Linked DNA regions of Mus musculus: region 2 is linked to region 1. Evidence: chromatin contacts called from public capture Hi-C data. All regions are on one chromosome and are shown on one strand. Each heading gives the region's core, a stretch centred on a gene start, on an enhancer-like site or on the middle of the called end of the contact. The rest is flanking DNA. Distances are from core to core; before and after follow the strand shown.

What was found. Capture Hi-C pulls out chosen DNA fragments and counts their contacts.
Region 2: a capture Hi-C map of embryonic stem cells shows a contact between it and region 1, with 2.6 times the contacts expected there. The contact joins two enhancer-like sites. A contact is called at or near these places in 2 of 484 Hi-C or Micro-C datasets (embryonic stem cells and trophoblast stem cells) and 1 of 9 other capture datasets (embryonic stem cells).

What each region holds. Positions count from the first base shown.
Region 1 is chr8:84,295,683-84,299,544 of GRCm38.p6, forward strand. No RefSeq gene overlaps it. Among named protein-coding and RNA genes, the nearest start is that of Ccdc130, 27 kb to the left of the region's middle. Within about 2 kb of position 1,834, at least 5 of the 459 cell types and tissues checked have an H3K27ac peak or open chromatin away from gene starts, as enhancers often do. A contact at or near this core is called in embryonic stem cells, where this site is marked.
Region 2 is chr8:84,457,541-84,461,402 of GRCm38.p6, forward strand. All of the region lies in intron 1 of Cacna1a (calcium channel, voltage-dependent, P/Q type, alpha 1A subunit), which reads left to right. Among named protein-coding and RNA genes, the nearest start is that of Cacna1a, 44 kb to the left of the region's middle. Within about 2 kb of position 1,866, at least 74 of the 459 cell types and tissues checked have an H3K27ac peak or open chromatin away from gene starts, as enhancers often do. A contact at or near this core is called in embryonic stem cells, where this site is marked.

The sequences.
Region 1 (3,862 bases), core at 584-3,083:
CTGTGTATGTGTGCTGTGTATGTGTGTGGTGTATGTGTAGTGTATATGTGTGTGTGCTGTGTATGTGTGTGGTGTATGTGTGCTGTGTCTGTGTGGTGTGTATGTGTCTGTATGTATAGTGTGTATTGGTTTATGTGGTATGTATGTATGTATGTGTCTGTATATGTATGGTGTATATATGTCTCTGTGTGTGGTGTGTGTGAGAGAACACACAGGTGTTCTGTGGGGTCACAGGACAATTTACAGGAGTTGTTTTTCTCCTTCCAGCCCATGGTTCCAGGGCCTGAAGACAAGTGCCTGTCCTGATGAGCCACCCCACTGGTCCAGAGGAAAATGACTTCATGCCTCCTTTCCCCCCCCTTTCTTTCCCTTTTATGTTTTAAATCCGTATATTTATTTATTTCCATAGTAGGAATTACAAGATGATCAGCCAAGTGTCGGCACAACTGTTTAAAGTGTCATCAGAAAAGTCGGCATTTCCTTTCTTTTCTCATTCTTAGTGGGAGGCTTTTCCTGCTGGCTCTGAGGTGGTGGCTGCTGCTCTCACATTGAGGTTTTGAGAATGGAGAGTGGGAAAGCCCAGCCTGCTTCCCTCCTCAGGATTTGTGTTTTCATTCATAGAGGGGATCCAAATGCTTTCCCTTTCATTGAGCAGGTCTTCTGAGACCTTGCTTTACAGAACGCTGCAAGGTTGTCATATCACAGCATGGCTGGAGTGGAAACCAAGCCATATGTTCATCTCTGGAGGTTCCCTAAAAGGGCCAGCCAGGAGAAAGAGAGGAACCCTTTGCATGTCCCGGTTATCACTTCTGTCACAAGCTCAAACACTAGTGCTCCTTGTAGGACACTCCCTGGTGGAAAGTGATATGTCAGGTATACTCTCCCCTTGTTGATTTGGAATGTACAATTAGAATCTTACTATGTTGCCCAGGCTATCCTGAAACTCACCATCTTCCTGCTTCAGTCCCAGGTACTGGGACTCTGTGTGCGTAACCAGTCATGCCATGGCCACCCCCAGCCCACCCTCGCCCCCAAATGTCTTCATTCTGAGTCAGGAGCTCACTGAGCACCTCAGCCCTCCTCAGCCCTCCTCAGCCCTGCGACATAGTGTACTGCTCGCTGTCTTTTGGAACTCATAGAATGAGTGTACTGCTCGCTGTCTTTTTGGAACTCATAGAATGGGAATCATGGGGGCCAATCGTGGCGATTCACATCTACACTCATGAGACAGAGGCAGGAGGATCACAAAGTCACAAAGTTGATTCTGCCAAGGTTATCTAGTGAGCCCCGCTTTAGTTTTTTTAAATTGAAAGTGTGTGTGTGTGTGTGTGTGTGCTTGTGTGTGCGTGTGCATGTGTGTGTGGGGCATCCAGTAGAATGGAGGTCTTTCTGAGTGATGGTCTGCGGTGTGGAGGTGTGTGAGCCACAGGGAATTCAGGGAAGCATGTTACTCCCTCACTTCTGGGTTAGAGCACTCACCACAGAACAGGAACATTTTCCAGGCTGCTGGGAAGCCTAGCACCTGATCTGAGTCACTCAGAGATGAGGTGGTCAGGCTCCCTCTGCCTACAGAGTCTCACAAATGTGTCCTGTGGCTGTTCTGCCCTTGTTTGAACATCACAGATTGTGTCTTCATAGCGGAGGATAGCTGCACTGCCACTATGTGATCTTGTGTGATACTTTGTGTCAACACAGAGCCTTGGAGTCTTTATCACCTTGGCTTATGAACTAGGGTCCACCATTGACCCCAGCCAGTGGCTGGATTTACTGAGAGGTATGGTAAGCTTGCTGCAGGGGGAGGGGCTGGAAGGAGCTGCAAAGCAGCAACGGGTGGGTGGCATCTTTTGTACCTTGGAAGAGACCAATTTGGTCCGGTCCTTATGTAAATTAGTCATCCAGTTGGGATAAACTTGGTTGGTAAATTTAAATGTGAATGAGAGACTCTGCATCCAGAATTGGTCAAGAAAAGGGCGGAAATATATAGGAAAGCCTGCTGAAGGGGTCAGAAGCTGGATAAAAATCACCACACAATACAGTGTAAGCCCATGAGCTTGGGAACTAAGATCTGCAGCCCCAGAATGCATCACAGCCTGCTACCCACCAGCCTTTGCTCTTTTTGTTTCCTGGCCACTTCTCTCCCTTGGAACTTTCTGTTCAGCTTCTGAGGTTTTGTAGTCTTCCAAACAGAGCAGCCAGCTGGGAAACAAACACACAGACCCGATGTGCAGTGTCGGGGCATTGCACACTCAAACCACAATAGCTTTAAATATCTTCCAGGCCAGAGTAACGTGTAGTGGTACATGCTGTGACTGCAGCATTTGAGAAGTTGAGGCAGGAGGATTGCCATGTGTTCAAAAGCCCAGCCGGGGCTGTATAACAAAATCCTGACTCAAACACACCCCCCCCTAAATAAAAAAAGCCAAATCTCTTCTGTCAGACCTAGGATGTGGCTCAGTGGCAGGATGATTGCTAGCTTGTGTGGACAAGGCCCTACCCTCCATCCCCAACATGGAGAAAAAAGGCCAAGAGTGGTGACATAGGTCTGCAATTCTAGCTCATGGGAAGCTGAGGCAGGACCATCACAAGTTTAAGGCCAGTCTGGGCTTCGTAGCAGACCTTGTCTCAAAAGCAACAATACGGGGTGTGGTTTGAGATAGGTTTGTAGTTAAGAGCTCTTGCTGCTCTCACAGAGGACCTGAGTTAGTTCCCAGCATGTTCTCTGGGTGGCTCAAAGCCACTTGTAAGCCGCAGGGGGTCTTGTTTTAAGTTAGAGCTTCTATTGCTGTGATAAAACACTATGACCAAAAGTAACCTGCCTCACAGTCAATCATCTTAGGGCAGTCAAGGCAGGAACTCAGTCAGGAACACGGAGGTAGAAACCGAAGCAGAGCCGTGAAGGAATGCAGCTTACTGACTTCCTCACTATGGCTTGCTGAGCCTGCTTTTTATATACTGCAGCCACCCGTATCAATCATTAATTAAGAAAATGCCCCCACAGGATGGCCTATAGGCCAATCTTATGAAGATTATTTTTTTCTTGTTGTGGTGCCCTCATCTCAGATCAGTTTAGCTTGTAACAAGTTGACAAAAACAAAACAAAACAGGACAATTGATCCCCTTGTCAACCTGACACAAAAGCACATCACTACTCAACAGCAACCTTTCCTTTCTTGTTTATCCCCAAGATCTCATATTTATCAATATCTCAACATAAAATACACAGCACCTTTCTAAAAAAAGATTTATTTATTTTATTTATATGAGTACACTTGTTGTAGCCCCCGAATTATTGATGCTAACTCTCTGCAGTTAATTGCCCTGCTCCTTGGAAGCCTCACCAAAGAGACTCCAGTGTTGTGTACAGACGGTTTGACTCTTCCTTCTGTGGCAAGCGCAGCACTCTGGCAGCTGGTTTCTGTACTGCATCTCCCAGCAGCAAACCCGTGGCTTCCTCCCCTCTCTAGCCACTCTGAGGAAACCCAGCCTGGCATTAGAATGATACTGTCCATAACCCCCCCTTAATAAAACACCCCAGGGAGCCAGATGCCAGTTTGAGACAGCCTCCCCGCCTTGTGACACCAGAATCTAGCCCTCCTTCCAATAAACTGCCGAGCTCTCCAGGTGCCTGTCCTTGAGACCTTAAAGAAATAACAAACTCAGAGAAGATTAAGGCCCCATGTTTAAATCATGGAGAAAAGGTAATCAGAGGTCACAGACAGTTATGACCAGCCATAAAATTGTCCCTGATAACCCCACAGCAGACACCCATTAATCCCCCTCCCAGCTTCAGTTCCATCCCACCAAATGATTACAGCCCTCCACTCCCCTTCACCCTAAGCATTCAAGGAATTTCTAACTATAC
Region 2 (3,862 bases), core at 616-3,115, 160 kb after region 1:
TAGACAGGGTCTCTTTCTAACTTGGGGATCACCAATTCAATCAGACTAGCTATGGAGGAGCCCCAGGAATCCACCTATCCCTGTCTTCTCAGCACTGAGATTATAGGTCTGGCTTCTCACATGGGTTCCAGTCATCGAACTCAGGTCCCCATGCTTGTAGAGCAAGTGCTTTAACCAGCGTCATCTCCTCTGGTCCCAGACTGTACACTTAGCATGTCCCCAGTGGATCGGTTTAAAGGGAAGGGGAAGGGGAAGGGGAGGAGCGGGTGCCAAAAGAAGTTGTCTGGCCTCCACTCACATGAACACTCACAGAGGCAAACACACATTTTCTTAAGCCTTCTATGGAGCTGGAGAGGTAGGTCAGTGATTGGCAGCACTTGCTGCTCTTGCTCCAGGTTCAATTCCCAACAACTCCTAGGTCTCCTCCTCCCTCCCTCTGATGAAATACTCGGTGTCTAGCCAAGGCTTTCATAGGGGAGCCGGACAAACCCATGAACAAAGGAGACCAGAGCAAACCCCTGCCTGTGTCATGCCTGTGTCACAGGGGAGACAATGGACAAGAGGATGACAGAAACCATAGCACTGTCTTAAATACAGTGTGTGGGGAAATTAAGCAGAGACAGAATTGAAGGAAGTAACCCTTGAGAGGAACCAAGGGAGGGAGTCCTGTTGGTATCTGCAAAAAGCATCTCGGGAGTATGAACAGCACATGCAGAGGTCCTTAGCTCAGACACGCCTGGGATGCTTGAAAGCTCTGGGGACATCATGGGAAGCAAAGCAAGAGAGAGAGAGAGAGAGAGAGAGAGAGAGAGAGAGAGAGAGAGAGAGAGCACAGTGGTGGCTCCCGGACCACCATGGAGAGGTCCCCAGCTTTTCTTCTAAATGAGATGAGGCCTATTAAGTTCTCGCACACATTATAACCTGCAGTCTTCTGCTTGCCTGCCCCCCATCCCAACAGTACTCCTGCTTCATTAAGGTGTGGGGTTTCTTCTCAGCTCCCTGACCTGAGTGGGGGAATCTAGGACTCTTGAAATCATCGGGACTCTTGAATGTGGAGGTACAAACTGGGAAGAAAATGAGGAGCCCTCCTCCTGAGAAGACTCAGAGCTCCGAGCCCCTGGTTCCACCCACCCTGAAGTGGAGCAGAGGCTTTCTGAACTGTGTCTGCACATAGCCCCAGAAGCTCCAGAGACGACTCCTTCTGACTCAGCAGGTGGATGCAGGGCTCAGACTGCATCCTTAAAGGGCCATGATGCTTTGTGTGACCAGAGCGTGGGGCATGCTAGCACTGACTCTCATGCTTAGGGCCTGCGAAGTGACAATCGGAAGCGCATGCATCTGGGTTTGACAAAAAGAAAATGAAATCGAGTGTCAGGATCTGAGCTGGGGGTGTGGGTCTGTCATTCTGAGAACTCAGGAGGCTGAGGCAGGAGAATTGTAGTTGTAAGGCTTCCCTGAGCTGCAGTGTGACTCAGAGGCCAGCCTGGGTGACTGCGTGAGATCCTGTCTTGAAATAAAAACTAGAAAGAGGGCTGAGGATGTGACTCAGAGGTAGAGCTCTTGCTTAGCATGCATGAGGCACGGGGTTCCATCCCCAGCGCTTTGAAAACTGACAGATAAATGCAGTGAAGTTTCAAAGAAGGAGTGGGAGTCTCGCTGACCCTCTGCCTGCCTGCTAGGAAGGACTGGGGTCTTGCTGACTCTCTGCCTGCCTGCTAGGAAGGACTGGGGTCTCACTGACCCTCTGCCTGCATGCCAGGGCTTCCTTTCAGACCTGGGGAATTCTGGGTTCTGAAGCCTAGGCAATAGGAACCTTGCTGACACAGCAGTACCTAAACGTGGTGCCAGCTGCTGCTAAGGCACTTCCATGGCAGCCATCTGGGGACAGGAAGCCAAGGAATGCCAGCAGGAGATGGTGGCTCTGAGAAGAAGCAGCCACTCAGGCTGGGCGGGCTGGCTGTGTGAGGATGTGAGTCTCATTCAAATCGCCAGCAAGGGCTTGGCCTCCCTTTCTCTGTGTGCAAATATCAGCTCTTGTTTTCCAAGCTGCAGGGTGAGACAGAGGGGAGTCTGCAGCGCTTTGTTCTGGGGCTAGTCACGGGCACTGAGAGGCAAGAAGCCAGTCACTGATGGGCTCTGAGAAGGTTTTGTTATCTTCCTAAATTGCTGTTTGCAGCTGTGCAGTGAAGCTGAAGCAAAACACAGGAAGGGCCTGGCTTTCCCAAGTCACTTCCTCCTACGTTCACTCTCTCTGCCTTCCCACCTGGAAAATGGGTCCAGGCTTAGCTCCTTCCAACCCTCTAAGGGGTAGACTGATAGCACTTCCAGAATACAGTGGCCTGTGATCCCATCATTTGGGAGGCTGAGGCAGGAGGCTCCTGAGTTTGAGGCTACATGTTAAGCCCCCGCCTCAAACAAAACAAAACAAAACAAAAAATCAAGACAAAACAACAACAAAAGTACGATCAAGATCAAAGGGCACTGAGCCAGTTAACTTTTCAAAGGGAAACTTTTCAAAGGCATTCCATACAGTCACAGTGTCTTGCAACTGTGTATCTAGTTCCTACACAGGAAGGCAGTTCTCCCCATGTGGAATGGGAGGGCACACTGCCTCTGGGGACACGCAGTGTTGCCTTTGGTTTTAGAACCACACATGCTACTCCATATCCCACAGTGCCCAGGACAGCACCAACTCAGGCACTGTGTCAGGCTGGGAACCCACTGTCCCTGTACTCAGAGTGCTGTGACTGCATGGCTAACATCACCTGTTCCCTCTTGCCTTCCAGCTCCAAGGTTTCTAGCTCCATTCACAACGCGACGGACTAGGGTTGCCTCTGAGAGACTGAGCCAGAGAACAGGGTGTGATTTTGCTGTGAACTAGTCTGTGTGTCAAGCCCTCATGTAGGAGCAGCATGTGTCCTCCCAAGTGCTGAGGCCCCATGCGGCCCAGCAGACAGTTCCTGGGGTGAAGGAGAGAGACTGAGGAGACAGATACTGTCAGATCACCTCCTGAGATGCCTGCTCTAAAGCCACCACTAGGTTAAAAAGATTTATTCTAGTTATGAGGCTCAGCCTTTTATACTTTTCATCTCTGGCCGGTTGGATTCGTGGATGCTAGCATAAGCATGCCCTCCACACCATCTAGTGTGCTCTGGGTGCTGAGTTCACCATCTACTGCATCTAGTTCACCATCTAGTGTGCTCTGGGTGCTGAGCTCATTTCGCTTACTGGCTTCTCTGTGAGTCCAGAAACTTTGCTGTCTTCTGCCCTTGGCTCTGTCTGCAGTAGTGGGGAATGCGGGGAATGCTGGGGTGTCTCTCAGCCAATGCAGAGCTCCTGCATTTGTAGTCATGGCTCTGCAGGGGTGGAAAGAATGCAAGGAATGAGTGAAGGCTGGGGCTTGGCATGCTGTGGCCACTGTGCTGTGTGCACAAGATTGGGCCTGTAAACACCATGCCATGGAAGAAAGAGGGGTCACAAGGCTTTGTCCTTCTATGAGGACAAAGTGTGGCAAGTGTGGCAACATCTTTCTCCAGGGGTGTTGTCACTGATGAAGTACCTGTGCTTCTGTGGGCAACCTTAAACTCACTGAGGAAGGGAGGGAGGGAGGCAGAAAGGGAGGGAAAAGAAATCAGAAGAAGGACAAGGGGACTGGGTTAGAAAGGGACACAGAGAGGAGGAGACAAGAAAGGGGAAGGGGCTTGAATATGACCCACACGTGTAGCTAGTACATGCTAATAGAAACTTTTTAAAAAAGTCATTGGTGTAGGCCTGCGAGAGGTAGGGGTGTCCTCCAGCCCGAAAGGGAGGTGACTGTGTGTATGAATGGGGTAGAGATGGGAAAGACTGAGGGACAAGGGGG